2 separate regions of the Mus musculus genome follow, and region 1 is linked to region 2. A link is a contact called in public promoter capture Hi-C data. All regions are on one chromosome and are shown on one strand. Each heading gives the region's core, a stretch centred on a gene start, on an enhancer-like site or on the middle of the called end of the contact. The rest is flanking DNA. Distances are from core to core; before and after follow the strand shown.

The links. Promoter capture Hi-C pulls out the DNA fragments that hold promoters and counts their contacts.
Region 1: a promoter capture Hi-C map of liver shows a contact between it and region 2. The contact joins the enhancer-like site here to the promoter of Nme2 in region 2. A contact is called at or near these places in 8 of 39 promoter capture datasets (the 3T3-L1 cell line, the C10 cell line, cranial neural crest and 5 more), 3 of 484 Hi-C or Micro-C datasets (CD4 T cells, bone marrow and rod photoreceptor), 1 of 115 datasets of contacts at active chromatin or transcription factors (pancreatic cancer cells) and 3 of 9 other capture datasets (adipose tissue, liver and pancreatic islet).

The regions. Positions count from the first base shown.
Region 1 is chr11:94,196,859-94,200,191 of GRCm38.p6, reverse strand. No RefSeq gene overlaps it. Among named protein-coding and RNA genes, the nearest start is that of Tob1, 13 kb to the left of the region's middle. Within about 2 kb of position 1,526, at least 12 of the 459 cell types and tissues checked have an H3K27ac peak or open chromatin away from gene starts, as enhancers often do. A contact at or near this core is called in adipose tissue and liver, where this site is marked.
Region 2 is chr11:93,954,376-93,957,643 of GRCm38.p6, reverse strand. Nme2 (NME/NM23 nucleoside diphosphate kinase 2) reads left to right here and starts at 1,388. Exons shown (of 5, transcript NM_008705.5): 1 at 1,388-1,818; 2 at 2,020-2,149. The coding sequence starts at 2,024.

The DNA.
Region 1 (3,333 bases), core at 277-2,776, 240 kb before region 2:
ATTCAATATTTCTATCCCCTGCAAACCCACCCTCTGCAAGGTTCCCCCTCCTGCCAGCTTCCCTCTCTGAGATACCCCCCCCCCCCATGGGTCTCTCTCCAATAGGCCTTGTCTACAGACCTCCTCCTGTCTGATTTACCTTCTGGGTGAGAAGATAGCAGCCTCCTGTTAATGGAAAAGACACAGTCCTCAAGCTCAAAAACCAAGTCAGAATCCCCCCCCCCTTTGCTCTCTTTGCCCATATCTGTAACCTACAGTGGGCCATCTGTTAGCCCTCTCACCTGTGGATCTGGCCAGATGTTCCCTTTCCTTGAACCACTCGGAGGCCCAGCCTTCCCCTAGCCTCCCTACCTCATGTCTACCCCCGAATCTAATCCATTCTGCATCCCACAGCTGCAAGGGTGGTGGTCTTTCATTTTGTTTTGTCTTGTTTTTTAAGACAGGGTTTCTCTGTGTAGCCCTGGCTGTCCTGGAACTCACTCTATAGACCAGGCTGGCCTCGAACTCAGAGATCCACTTGCCTCTGCCTCCTGAGTGCTTGGGATTAAAGGCGTGTGCCACAACACCCCTCACCTCCCCGTAGGATGGGTCTTTTAATAAACAAATCTGATCTGTGGAGTCTTTGGAACCAAACACTGCTGGTTCTTGCAGATGCTCACTGAATAAGTACAGAAATGAATGAATGAATGAATGAATGAATGAACAAATGAATGAACAAATGAATGAATGAGTGGTCCTACTATATTACCAAAATGACTGAATTAGGAGCAGCAGTTGCTGCTGGAGAAGAACTAGGCTTTTCAGGGAGGGCATTGCTAATGGATGGGGAGGTGAATGGGCCGTGACAGACTCTGAGCCTTCATCACAAGTCAGCTACCAGGTATCAACTCCAACTCTAAGGTTGTCGGGGCAGAGCAGGGAAAGTGGAGATAAGGCTCTGACCATGGGTGAGCCCAATGGGAAGGGCTCTGCATACAAAGAAAAAATGCTGAACTTTAATCTGTAGGTCAGGGGGAAATCTGGGCAGGAGTGTCAGGCAATCTTATCCCTATTCCTCACCCATCTCCACCCGTTCTTCCATGCTCCCCTTCCTCCTGGAGAAGGATAATTTCCAAGCACCAGCCAAAGGGGTCAAGATGACCCAGTGAACCCCGTTCCTGGCTCTAGCTTCAGGTGGCCAAAGCAGAACTGGGGAGTCATAAAAAGAGGAAGACATCACTCTTGTTTCTGTTATTTCCTTTTTTGAGATATAGTCTCCCTATGTAGCTTAAGCCAGCCTGGAACTCAGGGTACTCCTTTGGGCTGCTTCCTCAGTGCTAGGATGACAGGTGTGTAATTCCTCCACCAAGCTTAGCTTCCGTGGAGCTAACCACTGGGCCCCATGCATGCTAGACAAGTCCTCTCCCAGATGTGCTGCCTCTCAGTCCCATAAGTCACCAGAACAGAGGCTGCTGAGTGGTGGAGCCACAGGTAGCACCAAGAGTCAGTCCAACCTCACCTTGAGGTTATCGGCACCACGGAGAACAGCTAGGCCAAAGGTAGGGCTGTGGAAGGCTGGTGCTTGTCTGGCCAGGCCAGCAGGTCTGGGCTCAGACTCTTGCCTCCTGGCTCGGCTGCCTGTGTTTTCTGTCTTTCACAATTTCAAAACTGCTATCAGCCCTGGGTGCTTCATGTCCTGCTCTTGGGGACTGAATCTAGGACTCTGAGCCAGCTCCATTCCTTGCGGCCTGGCTATAAGCTCCATGCTAGGCTCTTGGGTGGTGAGGATAGATCATGTATTATCCCTCTGACGATCTGGAGAGAGGAATGGGAGCAAACGGGAACTTTTAGAGTAGAGGGCAAGGTGGTCCAATTCCACTGGAGTCTGTTATCTTTATAGAAATGCTATTAAGAGAACATGTGTATCATGAGCAGCCCAGCCCTGGTACTGTGTGTATCGGCCACTTGGGAAGTTTTGCTGGTCTCACCTAGGCTCACCTCTTAGGCTGGAGCGTCCAACATGATGTCATTCATTGGTCTGAGACACTTAGTGCTGGTGACCATCACTCTAACAGGCTTCTCATCCCACCCCCACCCCCTACCCCCAGTAGCTGACTGAGCTTCATGACAGCACAAGGTTTTCAGGTTGTAAAAGGGCCATGGTAGAAGCCAGAAGACCATTTTAGGTTTAAGCTTCAGGATGTGTTCAATATATTTTCTGCCATATTCTATGGGTTTTAAAATGCCACAAAAGGGGTGGGGAGATGTTAAGAGCACTGGCTGCTCTTCGGAGGACCCAGATTTGGTTCTCAGCACCTGCACAATGGCTTACAACGGTCTATAACTCCAATACCAAGGGATCCAACACCCTTTCCCGTCCTCTGCAGGTTCTGCAGGCATAAAGTAACAGATGTATGTGCAGGCAAAATTCCCATACACATAAAAATAAATTTAAAAAGTAAAACCATAAGGCCAGTGCCACTTTACATTGTGAAGGGGTGTAGACACAGGAGGCAGAGTTCATATTGGATGGCTATTGCCACCATGTCCATAGAGGTTAAGAGCTGTAAAGTATGAGGCACTAGGGTCAAGACAGAGGAGCAGGAAATCCCTGCAGGAAATCCCTGCTTCTGCCAGCTTCTGATCATAGGATCTTGCCCAGGGCTCTTCACTAGCAGGGACATAGCTGACAAATCCAGTCCCCTCAACTCAAGAATCAAACAACCCGGATGTTGTTTAGTTGTCTCCCTGACTTGGAAGTAGGGTCTCACGATGCATCTCAGGCTGGCTTCCAACTCATCATCCTCCTGTCTCCACTTCTGGAGTGTTGGGCTCACAGGTCTGTGCCACCAAACATGATGTCAGCTGCCCTCCAAGTTGTGTGACCATGCTTTTTGTAGGACACAGCAGCGTGCTGGACAACTATATGGGGTCAGAATGGAAGGGGAAGCCCTGGCTTGTGGCATTCGCCAATGTCTGTGGTGTAACTATTACTCTCTCCACTAAGTTCAAACTGAAGAGGTTGCACCACCCAAGAACCAGAAATTCAGGATTGTCATACACAATTGTCTTTTGGGTCTACACAAACTTACCTTATCTCTCACTGGAAGTGGAGGAGGGAGTGGATATTTTTAGAACTAAATGAAACCGGCCTGCCCGTGGTAATACACTCCTGTTTATCTCATCTACTTGAGAGGCTAAGGCAAGAGGATCACAAGTTCAAGGCCACCCTGGGAAACTTAGCAAGACTCCACAGCTGCAGCGGGTAGCTCAGTGAGGCTCTGGGTTCAGTAATACATAATTAAGGAAAGCTTTGCTGGTGGCAAAGCTTTGATGAGATGTGATGAGAATGCA
Region 2 (3,268 bases), core at 139-2,638:
ATCAGTGTTCATTGGGAATCAAAGAAATAAAAAAATAAAAAAAGGAAATTGTAGGTTCAAGTGCCCAGTGTGTAGAGCCTGTATGAGATAACTTTAGAGTTTAATTGCTCATCCTAATGGCCAGTGAGCAGAGGGCTGTTCTGTCCAAGCAGGTCTTTAGCCAGGGCTGATGCAATGGAGCTGGAGAAGGAGGTTTCAGGCATTTTGACTCATCTGCGCTAGTTAGGCTCAGTGCCTTGGGCAATGCCCTAAACCTATTTACTGGGATGTTCAGGGCCCCAGCTCAGGCTCCAAGCCTGCTGGGAGAAGCAGCAGCTGGTTCACACAACATACTGCAACTTTTTTGGGTGTGGTCTGGATATGGAAATGAAGCAGATGTGGGCACTGAGGGCACCTTTAGGGTACTGGTGGCTTGCCAAGAAGACAGGAGGTAAAGACTGCAAGTTGACAGGCCTGGCTTCTGAGAATACAGAGTCTGGAGTACTGGAGGTTGGACCAAGGCCTTGTGCATGCTACACAAGTGGACCTACCACAGAGCTAAATATTCAGTGCTCCCTACCTTCATGTAGTCGAGGCTGGTCTTTAATTCTAGTGTAGCCAAGGATGTACCACTTTACCCACTCCAGCCCCTCTCTTTGTATGTATTCCTTAAAAACTTGTTTTTATCATATTATGTGTAGGTGTGTGTGTTGCATGTGGGTATGTGCACGTAAGGGCATGTCCTTGGAGATGGGAGGCACCGGATTCTATGGAACTGGAGTTATAGTTGTGAGCCACCTGAAGTGTGTGGTTGCTGGGACTTGACCTCTGGCCCCTGGAAGGCTCTTAACTACAAAGCCAGCTCTCCAACACCCCATTTTGTATATTTTGAGACAGACCAGGCTGACTCTGAACTGTGTAGCAGTGGCTGTCCTTTCCTGATCCTCCTGCCTCCACCTCCCAAAAGCTAGCACTATAGGCAAGTGTCATCTCTCACACCTGGTTTTGCTTCTTATTTTGAGGTAGTCTCATGTACCAAATTCACCAGGCTGGCCTTGAATTTCCTCTGAAGTCTAGGCAGGCCGTCAACTTATATACAAAAATCTAGAATCTTGCCAGGGGTGTCTCAGGTTGAGGTGGGTAGCCTGACACTCGGTAGGTAGTGCTCTGTGGGCAGGAATCCCAGGCTCAGGGTGGCATCAGAGCCTCTAGAGGAAAGGTAGGTGAGGAGACAGAGAGCTGGGAGCTGGCCCTAGTGTCAAAAGGCATGGGTTATCTTAGGAATTCGAAAGTCATTCTGAGACAGGAACAGATGGCCTTCTGAGGAGGGGCCTGGAGACAGACTTGGCTCCTAGGGAAGTTGTCATTTTGGGTGAGGAAGGCTAAGCTCAAGCAGAGAGGAAAGAACAGAGGGCTGAATTTCGGAGATAGGAAAAACTCGGGGTATCCCAGAGCATGGAGAGTCCAGCTGGGCGCGGATGTCTCAGGGAAGCTTGAATGCAGATGTCTCCTGGAATAAATTCAGGACCTGGTCTCCAAAGCTGAAGCCTTTAGCTGCAAAGAACAGGCGGACTTGGGTGGAGAACAAATCACTTCCTGCCCCGCAGCCCTCCGCAGCCCTGCAAGGAGAGGGCGTGCACCGCGAGCCTTTGGGCGGGGACAGAGACGACTGGCAAGACCAGGCAGCCTGAGCGTCCCGGGTTGGGCAGCGGGGTCCTCCGGGGTGTGGCGTCTCTCGTCCCGCCCCGCGTCCCTCCTCTCTCCGCGCCGGCTGGTGGTCGTTCTATTCTCTTTGCTTCTGTCGCTCATCGCAGACACCAGCCGACCCACCGGCTTTCGGTAAGGCTAAGATGCACTCCCCGCCCCGACATCAGCTCACCACAGGCTCCCGCAGTCCTCTTTCTGGGCCTCCCGGGCGGGGCAGAAGTATCTGGAAAGCCACGTGTCCTCCGCAGCGGCGGCGGTGGCAGGAACCCACGTGGCTTCCTGGGCCGGCTTGGGTCGGCCGGGCCTCATCGACTACACTTCTTGCCTCCACAGGACCATGGCCAACCTCGAGCGTACCTTCATTGCCATCAAGCCAGATGGCGTGCAGCGCGGCCTGGTGGGCGAGATCATCAAACGGTTCGAGCAGAAGGGGTTCCGCCTGGTGGCCATGAAGTTCCTTCGGGTAACAACGCCCTTCGCCCCCTACCCCTCTGCTGCTGGGTGGCGGGAGTTTGGTTCGCCCGCCAGTAGTTTGGCCGCGTCGCCTTTTGGAGTCGGAGTTAGGCCTCCTGGCTGATTTCACTCCCACGAGAATCCTTTTGACCTCCGCCTCTCACCAGACGTTGGTGGCTCGCTGGCCCTTTCCCAGGCCGGGGAGGACAGACGCCCTTGGGAAGGTTTAAGTGGAGGTAACGTGACTGGTGTCGGTGCCCAGGCCTGGCTTCCCTCCCACAGTGTGTCCTGGTCCTGTCCGTCTCGCAAAAGGTCTCCAGTCGGCTTGTGTTGTCATGTGGGATAGCAAGGATTGGAGAGAGCCTGAAACCCGCCCTGTACAATTGCAATTCTTTTGTGCTTGAGCCGAAACTTCCAGATGACCTAGGCTGCATCTCTCCTTGGCATAGGATAGTAACTATTTGACATGGTATGTAGCCACCAGCTGAAGGTGTAGTTCATGAGGTCTAGAGTCAACCCCTCCTAAACAGTAGGGTGTGGTGGCACATGCTCAAATCTCAGCACATAAAGGTGGAGATAAGAAAATCTGGGTCAGCCTGGCGGTGGTGGCGCACACCTTTAATCCCAGTACTCGGGAGGCAGAGGCGGGCGGATTTCTGAGTTCGAGGGCAACCTGGTCTACAAGGTGAGTTCCAGGACAGCCAGGACTGTACAGAGAAACCCGGTCTTGAAAAGAAAAAAAAAAAAAAAAAAAAAAAAGAAAATCTGGGTCACCCTTGCCTATACCTGGAGTTTAAGGCCAGGTCTGGATCCCATGAGACCCAGGTCTGTCTTTCTTTCTTTCTTTCTTTCTTTCTTTCTTTCTTTCTTTCTTTCTTTTTTGACCCAGTTTTTTTTTTTTTTTTTTTAATACAAGGTTACCTTTTAAAATTTTTTATTTATTTATTTATTTATTTATTTATTGGTTTTTCGAGACAGGGTTTCTCTGGCTGTCCTGGAACTCACTCTGTAGACCAGAAATCCACCTGCCTCTGTCTCCCAAGTGCTGGGATTAAAGGCTTGTGCCACCACGTCCGGCAACGAGGTTACTTTTAAAGTTTAAATATCTACTGAAATATAACAAAGGCCA